Regions from separate parts of the Sus scrofa genome. Here all the other regions are linked to region 2. The links are chromatin contacts, called in public HiChIP or PLAC-seq and promoter capture Hi-C maps. All regions are on one chromosome and are shown on one strand. Each heading gives the region's core, a stretch centred on a gene start, on an enhancer-like site or on the middle of the called end of the contact. The rest is flanking DNA. Distances are from core to core; before and after follow the strand shown. Region 1 holds the start of ZNF33B (zinc finger protein 33B). Region 2 holds the start of ZNF248 (zinc finger protein 248). Region 3 holds the start of ZNF37A (zinc finger protein 37A).

Evidence for each region. Promoter capture Hi-C pulls out the DNA fragments that hold promoters and counts their contacts. HiChIP or PLAC-seq counts read pairs in DNA pulled down with a chosen protein or histone mark.
Region 1: a contact with region 2 is called in a promoter capture Hi-C map of liver, with 4 times the contacts expected there. The contact joins the promoter of ZNF33B here to the promoter of ZNF248 in region 2. A contact is called at or near these places in 2 of 5 promoter capture datasets (fetal liver and liver), 3 of 47 Hi-C or Micro-C datasets (heart right ventricle, psoas muscle and skeletal muscle) and 2 of 2 datasets of contacts at active chromatin or transcription factors (alveolar macrophages and skeletal muscle).
Region 3: an H3K27ac HiChIP or PLAC-seq map of alveolar macrophages shows a contact between it and region 2. The contact joins the promoter of ZNF37A here to the promoter of ZNF248 in region 2. A contact is called at or near these places in 1 of 5 promoter capture datasets (fetal skeletal muscle), 1 of 47 Hi-C or Micro-C datasets (embryonic fibroblasts) and 1 of 2 datasets of contacts at active chromatin or transcription factors (alveolar macrophages).

What each region holds. Positions count from the first base shown.
Region 1 is chr14:60,902,871-60,907,141 of Sscrofa11.1, forward strand. ZNF33B (zinc finger protein 33B) reads right to left here and starts at 2,318. Exons shown (of 8, transcript XM_013983243.2): 1 at 2,174-2,318; 2 at 1,045-1,769. The coding sequence starts at 1,059.
Region 2 is chr14:61,045,751-61,049,599 of Sscrofa11.1, forward strand. ZNF248 (zinc finger protein 248) reads left to right here and starts at 2,085. Exons shown (of 6, transcript XM_021072373.1): 1 at 2,085-2,189; 2 at 3,826-3,849.
Region 3 is chr14:60,858,529-60,862,899 of Sscrofa11.1, forward strand. It overlaps ZNF37A (zinc finger protein 37A), which reads right to left and starts at 3,096. Exons shown (of 6, transcript XM_021072371.1): 1 at 2,849-3,096; 2 at 876-933. The coding sequence starts at 890.

The DNA of each region.
Region 1 (4,271 bases), core at 1,068-3,567, 140 kb before region 2:
TGGTGCAGCCCTAAAAACACAAAAGACAAAAAACAATAACAAAATAAAATATATATTTAGAACGGGAATATATAGCATTAAAAATAATAAAATTAAATATAGCATTAAAAGGAACAACATAAGAATCAATCTCAAATTATTGATGAATTGGGGGGAAATGTATACATTAAAATAATTTACAAATTTTTAAAAGCACCCAAAACAATACATAGTATTGTTCAGCTATCTACATTTTTTTTTTTGATGTACACACATGGATAAAATGATAATACTAGTAGAATGTGGAACTAAATTTGGAACTAAACTACAGGGCAGAATGAGGACGACTCCAGGAAAAAGCCAATGGAGGAGTAGTATCAGAAGTGGACAAAGGAGACTTTCCAGAGCAGACCAGTCAGTGGTTTATCGTTCTTCAAAGAAGGCAACTACAGAGAGTCACTGTGACCTTTACCTGGACAGATATGAGAAAGTGGAGGGGAAGAACCAAGACAGAATGCTTTGGGATGAAATCTGAATGAGAAACTCAAAAACATTTACCAGAGAATTTAACTTTGAACCACCTGCTATATGACTTGTATGCACAGCCTGGCTAAGATAAAATAGTTTTGTAATATGCATGTAGGCATGTAGGCCATTTATTCCTCTAAACATACTAGGTCTCATACCAGAATCAAATAAACTATTATAAAATTGACTATTTGAACCATCTCTTTTGCTCTCAGTATGGAACAGTTGGAGACACTCATTTCAGGGCTGTCCCCAGAAAGTTATTCACTATGTGTCCCTATGTTAATACCAAAATTTCTGCCATGGTTATTGAAAATATCAAAAACATAGCCACAGGTCAACTCAGAACTCTAACATCATGATCAGTATACAGCTATAACCCATGATCAGTATATAGCTAATGGCCCTGCTATTGATTTGTTACTTTATATTTTCTATGAAGTTTGACTTTATTACTCATTTCCCATCTTAACAAATGGACTCTTAGAAAAATCTCACAAAGTCCACTGTAAAATGAAGGAATGAATAAACACTTACCTGGGATTTACTCATTTTCTGCTGTTCTTGGAAAAATATAGAAAACTCAGACAATATACTGGGTTAAAGGAAGAGTGGGTCATCAAATATTTGGCTTGCCTGGCAGCTCCTGAATTCTCCTGCTCTATTAAGCAGAGCACACTCACTGGATAAGGATATATGTCAATCGCCCTCTGACCTTCAGAAGAGACAGGGAAAAAGACGGTGAAAGACCACCTATCTAATATGACTCTAATATAATCTCGTAGCTCTTGGGTAAAAGTTTTCACTGGGTGAATTAAGTATTTGCTTTCTAAAGATTTTTTTTTTAACAGTTTAAATCTCCCTTGATGTTCACAAAAATTTTTAAATGACGAAATTGGTTAAAACAAGTAACAAGACACATAATAAACTCTTCACCAAAACTACTGTAAAAAATACTCAGGACTAAGCTGTTTATCCATTTCCCTACTAATGTTACTAAATCTTCGGTTAGCGACTCCACAGAAAGCTATAAAAAGCAGGGCTTCAGGGGAGATCCATGTTTTAATTTATCTCTATTGCTATTTCTCAAACTTTTCATAATTCTATTAAATGAAACAAAAAAGGGTAATTCTTGAAGAACCTCCCTGAATGCAAGGGCAAGTAGGATAGAGTAATAACATGTATCAAGATGAAGTGATGGACATGGTTGGAGAGCAGTTCGGAGTCCAAAAACGATAAATGGAGAACCAAAGGAATTGAGCCTGTGTACAGAGCAAGAGATAACTGAATCAGCCCTGGCTGCGGCTCTTTTTTCCAGACCACACGCCCCACAGCCACCCTCCACTCCCGCAGCACCGCCCCCTTGCCACTGGCTCGGGACACCCGTCCCGCAGCACCGCCCCCTTGCCACTGGCTCAGGACACCCGTCACGCATGCGCGTTATGCCCTCCTCTCGCTCTCTCAAAACCAGGCCCTCTCAGACAGCCGCGCCAACTCGCGCTGGGGCTAGTCACGTGGGAACTTGGGCCACTTTTCCACACGGAGACGCCACCTTCCCGCTGCCCTAGGGCTCCGCACAGCTCCTCCCCACTAGCGCAAACCGACTTCCTCCCTCTTGCCCCCAAACCTGGGCCGTGCGGGCCGTTGTCCAACCTCCCCCGCTCACCTGCCGCTTTCTCGTCCTGCAGCACTGGCCTCAGAAGAGTGCATAGACTCGGCCGCCCCGGAACCGCTTCCCACGCATCGCTTGAGGAAAACAGAAGTGAAAGGCGGAGGCACACAGAAGCAAAGGGCGGGCTTAGGCATGCGCAGATGACCCCACGCCGGGTCGGACTGTCAATGCTAAACCTTGGGAGCTGTTGACGTGGAGTCCCAGCGACCAGCAATTTGGGTTCGGGATTGGCTGACAGTGCTTCCTCACTTAGCAGCGGGGACGTTGGGTGTCTGAGGTAGTTCCCTAAGCAGGTAGAGCAGAATTTATGGATTATAGCTGAGTTCAGTCTGCAACCAGTGTGCGCATTTAGACAAAGTCAAGGGAAGGGGACGTGCCTGTCCATTTCACTTTTTTGAATACTGGAAATAGATCCTGTTAATACAATGAAAGAATAATATCTGATATCATCAGCGATTCTCTCAGGAATAAAAAGTGGACAGTGGGGCTGGGGGCAGACAAAAAAAGCTAGTTCACTAAAATTTTGACAGTAATAAATTAAAATAGAAAAATCGCCAAGTACACACAATCCAAAAGAAAATAATGTCATTTATGTACACGTTCTTTCATTTGTGACATTAAAATTTCTTAAGTAGGGAGTTCCTTTGTGGTGCAGCAGGTTAAGGTCACTGCAGCAGCTTGGGTCACTGCTGTGGCGAAGGCTGGATCCCTGGCCTGAAAAATTAAAGGGGTGTGGCCCCCCAAATTACTTGAATAAAGGGAGATATACCCTTTCATAGACAGATTCAATATTTTGACAAAGTTCCTCAACAATTTTTTGTATGTACTTATTGCTGAAGTATCAGCTGCCTCTACACTGATGGCAGATAGAAACATGGAGACTAGAGTTGGAGGAAACAACCAAAAAAGTAGCTTTAATTGCCAAAGAATGAACAAAGCAAGCTAATTCTTCAAGGACTATGCTGCCCCTGGAGGGCATTGTGAGGAGTCTTATAGTGTTTAAGGAGCAGGGCTGATCAGCTGGTGGACATTTTCCTGATTGGTTAGTGGTGAGGTAATTGGGAGTCAGCGTCATCAACCTTCTGGTTCTAAGCGATATGGGGTTTACAGGCTAGTGGGCAGCATATAGTTGACTTCCTCTACCAGGTGGGGGCCACAGCATCTGCAAAACAGCTCCAAGCAATAGGGATGGAGTAGGCACAGGTAGTTGTAGAAGTCCCAATAAAGGATCATTTAAAGAGGGAAACTTAGGGGACATTGGAAGATCAATGTAAGTTAATGATTGCTCAAAAAAGCCTTCAGCACAAGGCAGTCTTCCTTCATTAGTGGATCCTTGAGAGTTCTGGATGGGATGAGGACTGCATTCATATTCAGACCAAGGGCAGGAGTTTGAGGACCACTCTTCTGCGGATTTGAATACACCAGATACTAAGGAGGAGCTGCTACTCCCAGAAAAGAAGAGGCAGGCTTTTCCAACCCCCTCTACCCTTGGATGATAAAACTGTAGCCATGTAGCCATGTAGTTTCCATGCCAGCCCACTTGCATCTCTCATAAGCGTCCTATCTTAATAAATCTATTTCTTGCCTATCATTTTCTCTCTCGATGAATTCCTTCTTCACGGAGACGTGAAGAACCTGAACCTCAGTGAGGCCAAACACAGGGTGAGTGATTCTAATTTAAAACCTTGTGTTCAAGTCCCAATGTGGGTTTAGGTTTGATTCAAGTCCCAGCACGTGGGTTCAAGTCCCAGTCTGTGTTCTGTCTAGGTTCAGGCCGTTAATACTGTCAGTTTCACAAGGACATGGCTCAAAATATTATCTATAGCCCTTCAGGAGGAACTAAAGGTCCTTGACTGTTGAATGGCTAAACTATTATTATTTTGTGTTGCTCGACTTTTCCTTTTCCTCTGTATTTTTCTCACTCTCTAATTAGATTCTTTGGCTAAACTTTTTCTATGGACAAAACACAGGTGGAGGACAGTGTGTGTGTGTGTGAGGGGGGTCCAATGGGGAAGGTCCTATAGGGTCCTGCCAGTTACATTTTTCTCTTTCACTTTTAATATATTGTGTACACTACGAAAGCATTCTCAAC
Region 2 (3,849 bases), core at 835-3,334:
TTTCTGACTTACTTCATTTAGTATAAGAATCTCTTGTTGCATCCACATTGCTGCAAATGGCATAATTTTTTTTTTTTTATAGCTGAGTTGTATTCCATCGTATGTATGTACCACATCTTCCTAATCCCTTCTTCTGTCAATGGGCATTTAGGTTATTTCCATGTCTTGGCTATTCTGAATAGTGTTGCAGTAAACATATGTGTGGATGTATCTTTTTCAAGGAAAGTTTTGTCTGGATACATGCCCAGGAGTGGGATTGCTGGGTCATATGGTAGTTCTATATTTAGTTTTCTGCAGTATTTCCATACTGTTTTCCATAGTGGTTGTACCAATTTACATTCCCACCAACAGTGTAGGAGGGTTCCCTTTTCTCCACACCCTCTCCAGCATTTGTTATTTGTTGACTTGTTAATGATGGCTACACTAACTGGTGTGAGGTGGTACCTCATTGTAGTTTTGATTTGCATTTCTCTAATAATTAGCGATGTTGTGCACTTTTTAATGTGCCTGCTGGCTATCTGTATATCCTCTTAGGTGAAATGCCTATTTAGGTCTCCTGCCTTAGGAACCCACTTTTAAGTGTAGACTGGAAAAGGAAAATCCTAACTATAGCAGAGAAACCTGTCAGACACCATCTTAACCAAGTAACCAAGATTAATGTAAGTTGATAACGTGTCCCTCATATACAGGTAGGACTCATACTATCTGTAGTAATCTTCCTCCAAATGAAAACCTCAGTCCAATCAGGAGAAAACATCAAACTCAAACTCAAGGACATTCTTCAAAATATCCGACCACTATTCTTCAAACATGTGAAGGTAATGAAAGACAAGGGAAGATCGAGATTGGAGAACAAACACATGATTACTAAATGTACTGTGGTATCCTGTGGACTAGTAAAAGGGCATTAGTGGAAGTACTGATGAACTCTGAATAAACTCTGTAGTTAACAAAATTGTACCCATGTCACTTTCTTATCTTTGGCAAATGTACTATGGTTATGTAAAATGTTAACATTTGGGAAAGCTGGGTGTATAATATATGGGAACTATTTTTTGCAACTCTTTGGAAAATTTGAATTTATTAAAACAATTTAAATGACATTGACTAGAAGAGTTAATTACATATTCTTTTATAAAAAGTTCACCATAGGAATTTCTGTTGTGGCATCAGGGGATTGGTGGAGTCTCTGCAGAGCCAGAACGCAGGCTGGATCCCTTGCCGCGCACAGTGGATTAAATGATCTGTCGTTTCCACAGCTGCAGTGTAGGTTGCACCTGTGGCTGGGATCTGATCCCTGGCCCTGGACTTCCATATGCCCCCCAAAAGAAAAAAGAATTCATTATAAAATAATGTCCATATGATTATACTGCGCTAAACGTGTCATGAGGATGCCCACATTAAAAAATGTATTTTTGGTTCAAGAAAAAGCATGGTTAGTTTCGAGAGATGAGAATGCGCTTTCTTCTTTAAGTTTGGTGTATTAACAGTTTCTGACATATGGACAGTTTTTACTATTAATACCGAATTGCCAGCTTGTTTTCGTCATCCCAGAGAATAACTACGCTGGTCACAGACATATAGTTTACATAAATTTATTGCCTAAACTGCTAGGCGATAAATTTATCAAAACTAAAGTAACATCTGTCTACGTTCATAAGTGAAGTTCAAGCACAACTTTACTTTCATTGATTTGTCGTCTATACTAAAACGCACAGTATATTTGATGTACATCTCTGAATCTAGGGTCCAGAATCCAGGGTCCAGACAGCAGGAGTGAGTATATCTGTGTCTCAATTCAGTCAACAAGGCAGTACTTAGACTCTTGCAGCTGATTTCTAAAGGAGTGGGCATGGTGTATACTGGGAAAAGATAATCTTTTAGGCGCTTTTACAATGTAAACGCCTTTAATCCTCATAAAAACCGTTAGCTAGGTACTGTACTACTATCAGATTACTTTTGCAATTTATGAGTGAGGCATCGACTTCTAAAGGTAAATCCACTTTTCCAACCCAAGCTGCCAGGAGCCAAACTCCAGCTCGCAGCTAGCGCTCCCTCGAGCCGCACCGCTCCCTCCCTCTGCGCATGTGCATCCCCGCCTCCTTCTCCCGGCTCGTCCTTCCCCGGCCTCCATCCCCTCGTGGGAAACAATCCCTGGCCTCCACGTTCACGCGGCGAGGGAGCTGCGGGTGAGCCCCAGAGGGTGGGGACGAGGGCCAAGAGGACCCCGCGCGGCTCAACGAGCCGGCGGAGGCGGCGGTGCCGGGTGAGGGGTTGGAGCACCGCGAACACAGGCGGGACCCAAGGAGTCTGCGGCGCCCCCAGAACTGAAGGGACAGAGGGCGGGGGCTCTCTGCCTTAGAAGGGCCGGAGTCTTGCGCCACAAGCAGGCGCTCGGTCTCGTTCGGTCTGCAGGTGCCCAGCCCCTAAGTAGAGCAGGCGGCGCCGTGGTGTGGCCGCGGGATGGGGAGTGCGCGTGCGTGACGTGTGCGCTGTACCCGTGGGGAGGGAGCGGGGTTGCCTAGGGGAGAGCGCCTGCGTGACGTGTGCACTGGGCCCACGGGGAAGGGTGAGGGGTGCGCGTAAGAGCGAGTGCGCGTGCGCAACGTGGATGCGTGCGCGTCACGTAGTGACGTGAGCATATGCGTTTCTGGTGCGCTGGGCTTACGGGGGTAGAACGCAAGTTGGGGGAGAAGGAGTGCTCCAGGCAGGGGGGTAAATGAGTTCCTCAGCACTAGTAGCTGATGGGAGACTTGGTTTGCTTACCCTTAAAAGGTGGATATCACGAATGTTTGCCGCATTGTGTAGCTTTGAGCGCTTGTTGTATTTATTTGTGGTGTATTTAACACATGCGGTTGGAGCTTGGACCAGTCTCTAAGGGCCTCCATTCTTTAGTTAACACGTTTGTGAAATGGAATTGGAAAGAGCTGGACCGGCTAGCCACCAAGGCCTTTTCCTGGCTCTAACATCACCCAAATCCCAAGTTATTTATTATGTATTCATTTGTTATTTGTTATGTATAATCATGACACAGTATCCTGAAGCCATCGAAGGCTGTGTGGCGGTGGAAGGTCTGGGACAGATTTAAGAAGAGAGAGGTGAGCTGGAGCTGAGAGGGGTGGGCACGCAGGCTACAGAGGAAATGTCACCTCTTTGGAGAATTTGTGAAGTCATGGTCAGGTTGAAAGGCTCACCAGCCATAGCTAAGGAAATTCTGTCATTATCTGTCCCTACCTCCTCCTGCTCCCCTCCTTCTCCATTCGCTCATTTCCTGAAGTGAGCTGCCCTCAGTGTCCTATTGTTGATGGTGTCTAGAGACATGCTGAGATTCCTCCTCTCCTTGTAGACCTGGCAGACGCACAGGATGGTAGTGCAGGAAGGATCTTTTTGGGTTATCTGCTTCTTATTTGAAAAATGAAAAAAAGTAATTGAGGCCGAGAAGGTGACTGGCTAAGATCATGCATTCGTTAGTGGCAAAACCAAGGTTGAAAATCAGGTCTGCAGATTCCTGGGCTACTGCCCATTTTGTCACAGTTAGGTCAAAGTTTTTTTTAAAAAAGACCCTCTTGAAACTTGTAAGAGCAAAGTTTTTTAAAAAAATTTATCTTGCCTTAAACACCCCCTTCCCCTTTTTCAGATATTTCTTGGATTATCTGACCTCATAGGATTAATGGTGTTAGTAGATAAAAAAGATAAGCAATATGGTTTGAGGTATTTACCCCCCCCCACAGTACCAGTTTTGACAAATCCATAGTGTTCCCTTCTTTAGATTACTGTTATATGTTAAACTCATCTTTTCATGTTTTTAATTTTTCTGTGCCACAGAACCTAAATTGGTAATAAATCAAT
Region 3 (4,371 bases), core at 1,846-4,345, 190 kb before region 2:
TCTGGCCTAGGAACCTCCACATGCCACGGGAGTGGCCATAAAAAAAAGTAAGGCAGGGGAAATCCCTTGACAGACTCTACAAGGATTTAGATTCTGCCCAGTCACAAAGCCTGATTCATCTTACTAACTACCCTAGGTTGCCGTGGTCTACCCAGACTTGTCCCTTTTTTGAACAACCATGAGTCCTAATACTGGCTCAATTCATTTGAATTGTTTATCCCATATTTTCTTTTGACATCTCTTAACTTCCCTTGGATTGGACAAGAATCATTCACTTTATTCCTGTCATTGGAAGGTTCACAATATCACCTAATGAAGCCTATCAAAAAACTTTTTTATGTCCCAGTTTCACAACTCAGTATTGATCACAAGATCTGCATTTAACCTACATGGCATCTTTGCCCTACCATTGATCAGCTACTCCGTATCAGAGATTAGCAAACATTTTCTGTAAATAGCCAAGTAGTAAATATTTTAGGCTTGTGAACCACACAGTTTTCTGTCACCACCACAGCTCTAGCCTTGTAATGAGAAATCAGCCACAGCCATAAATGAATGGGCATGGCTATGTGTCAATAAAACATTACAGACACTGAGATCTGAATTTCATACAATTTTCACATCACAGGATATTACTCCTTGTTTCTCAATCTTCTAAAAATTCTTAGTTTGTGATCCATAAAAAAAAAAAAAAAAAAAAAAAAAAAGCAGGCAGCATACTGCATCTGGCCCATGGACTGCAACTTGCTGACTCCTGCTCTTTATTTTCCCTGATGTTAACATAGTTATTTCTACTATTTCATACGAATGTATAGACATTTTATAAATCTCAAAACACTGTTAATGCAAAACTGTGCATAAATTAAACAACTCACCTGGGATGTGATCATTTTCTGCTGGTCTTGGAAGAGTGCAGAAACTATGAGAGTACAGCTAAGAAAGAAGAAAAGACCATGAGAGATGTCACCTGCCTAACAAGCTCCACACAGCAGCCAGCAAAATACCTCAGAATGGGAGACACCCTGAGAAGAGGCAGAAAGGATACCAGTGAGGGAAGGAGCACTCCATGTCCATGCATGACTTTGGAATGATTATGTAGTCTCGGATGTGCTAGTTTTCAAATGTAAAAACACTGGTTTTCTGCTAATTTATTAACAAGGTATGCTCTAACAGAGAAAAATGTAAACAACACATTAATTAAACCAATTAGGAAAAGCCAAGGAATGGTACATAATGATTTCCTTAAAACTGATGCTGGGAGTTCCCGTCGTGGCTCAGCAGAAAGGAATCTGATTAGTATCCATGAGGACACAGGTTCAATCCTTAGCCTCATTCAGTGGCTGTGGCTGTGGCATTGGCCAGCAGCTGTAGCTCCAATCTGACCCCTGGCCTGGGAACCTCCATATGCCTCAGGTGCCGCTCTAAAAAGACAAAAACAAAAACAAACAAAAAAATAAAACATGATGCTGATGCAAAAATACTCAGAACAAAAATGTGTAATTTCATTACGAACCAGAGAGTACTCCACAAGGTTCTAAAAAAAGAGATAAGGTGTTTTAAGGGCTGGTCTTTTTTGGAAGGAAAAAAGTTTGCTCCTTACTTGGTCTTAGGTTCTCAAAAGTATTTTTTAATTAAAAAACAAAATTAGTTTTGACTTATTTGTTGTCAAAAAGGAAAAGACCTGCCTGGACCATCAAGAAACTCCATATCTGCTCTTGATTCTGCCATAACAAAATGTATGACTGTAACCGCTTAACAGTTTTAGACCCACTTCCTATCCACCCCATCCCAACTCCATCTTTCAAGTAAATCAGAATTAGACCTGTCTTAAGTCCAAGTCTTAAAGACCTGCCTTGCAGTACCATCTCTGATTCTGTAAGATCAGGATAGAGGAGGCATCAGCATATCTCTAGTGGTAATGTTCTAGATTCTGAGCTGTAGTGCAGTAGCAGCTCAGAATCCAGAAAGAGTGAGATAAAGAATGAAGGAAAGAGGGTAATTCCCTCCCCTGTGGCTGATCAGCACCTCCTTCCACATGATGTCTTCACAACTCCCCAAGAACAGTATCTTCTGTTGCTTTTGTCTTGCCCTCCTATCCCAACCACAGCTTACATCTCTCCTGAAGTTAGCCCAAAACTTCCACCATTACCCAGTCTGTGACAGTTTGGATTTGACAGTGGTTCTGGCAGAAGGACACACATTGCTTCTGGCTGAGCAATAAGAGTCTTTGCTCTTTCCTCCTGGTCTCTGGATCTCTGCAGAGGTCTCAGGAATTCTGCTCCTGGAATCCCCTACCGTCCCTAACAAAAGCTGCTTTGTTGCAGGAAAGTTGGACCTAAACCAGCTTACAGTTAGAATATTCATCCAGGGTCTAAAGCTCCTGGATCTTACTGTCACGTTGAAGCACAAGCAGAACTTCCTGTAAAAGCAAACGGAGGGCACAAGCAAAGCTAGAGGGGGTCAGAAGGACCTGGATACCTGCATTAAAGCGCCAGACTCGCAGGTTCTTTAGGAAGTAATCCCCCAAATGCAATGCTGTATTCAATTCAATATGATTTCCTTGAGGTCCTGAAGCTGCTAACTGCTGTGACTGACTCAGGTTCAGATTTTAGGCTGGGCAGGAACGAGGTATGGGAACTACCCTTGCTCCTGCCCTCGGCCCGTTCGCCACTTTGCATTTCTATCACCTCTCTGAGCCCATCTCACTGTTAAAAAGGGGACGCGACATTAACCACAGGTGGTTGGGAAGATTAAGAGAGATCCTGAGAGGAAAAGAACAAGGTTCTCACAGGGAAAAAAAAGTGCCTATCTACTGAGCGCCCGAAAGCCAATTTCCGCGCGGTCTTACCGAGGCCTCAGACCACGCAGCACCTTGGATGTGAGAAAATTAAGCTTCACTTGCTAATGAGCGCTGGATGTGCAGATGCTCATCAGGTACACAAAAACGGAGCCGGATTCAGAGCGAGGTGAGGGGACAAAGCCGTTTCCTCCTTCACTTGCCCCTCTCACAGAAACCCGGTTCACCCTGTCCAGCCCTCCCGGGCTGCGCCAGGACCAGGAGACTCCAGAGGTTCCGGAACCACCTCCTCGCGATGCCCGCCGTAGAACGGGAACAAAAGAGCAAGTGGGGGAGGGGGAGGGGCAGCGCACATGCGCACAAGGCTCAACGAGACAGCCCCGTCCTGTGCCAGATAGCGCATCCCACCCGAGAGCCACCTCAGTTCGAAAAGGACCTGTGTTTGGGGGCCTAGTGGGGAGACATGCCAGGTTTAGCAAGTAAAGTACAGGTCATGAGACATACTTTTATTTGTTACTCATCTTAAATTATAAGAATGTAAATTACGTCTCTTTCATTAATTATAGTTCCTTGTTTTGCAGAATCCAGTTATAGAATTTCTTCCAGACATCGTTCTTTTATATTGATCCATTTCATTGTAGCATATCTGCTATAGGAGTCACTTCTCATTCTGTTCTTTGTTCATTGGGACATTGATTAATGAGAAAACATACTCAACTTTAGCATTATGAGCAGATATAATGGCATAACAACTCTGGGAATTGCTCTTCAAGTTTGATTTGTTGAAAAGACATACCATCATTCATGGCATAAATTGTCCTTTCCATGCTTCAGGATTACGTTGGAGCTCTGGGATAATGATTTTTTTAATATGTCCACTGACAAAAGGAAAACTTTTGTGTTGAATTTTCCCTTTCCTTTTTAACACTACACATAATTTCACTTGTTCCCGTGCTAGAAGAACAGTTAGTAATATCCACGTAAAAGAAACTATTCAGGAGATGGAACTCATTCCAAAATACAGCCATGGCAAATACAATAATGATTATCCACAAGTCAAAATTTATTTTCCTATTCATAAGTAATGTTTTTCCTTTTTAAGAAAGTCTGACACAGATCTCACCAAGTTCCATTAAACAATGGAATCTTTCAGTAACACATTTGTTCTTTCAATTTCCATAATCCCTTGGCTAAAGAGATATTGAAAACTATGAATAAGAAATAAGCAAACTTGCTTCACTCAATGGAATATTTAAAATGTAAAGAATTTGAGGCCTTTTCTTAAAATTCTTAAAAACTAAACTATTATTTCAGTGCTTTACATAAACTGAGAACTCTCCCAGCTGTTTGTTAAAAAAAAAAAAGAGCCAAAGAGTTTCTGAATGCAAGACAATTAAAGACACTGAATGCCAACAAATATCCTTTAATCACTCAATTCAAACAGTATAAACGTTGAAGAGAAAAAATTCATGACAATTACTTCAACATCAACAGAAATGACATTAGAAGCTATTTGAACAGAAAGTATTATGCAGAATATGGGCAGGACAGTCAAAATCTTCCACAGAATCATT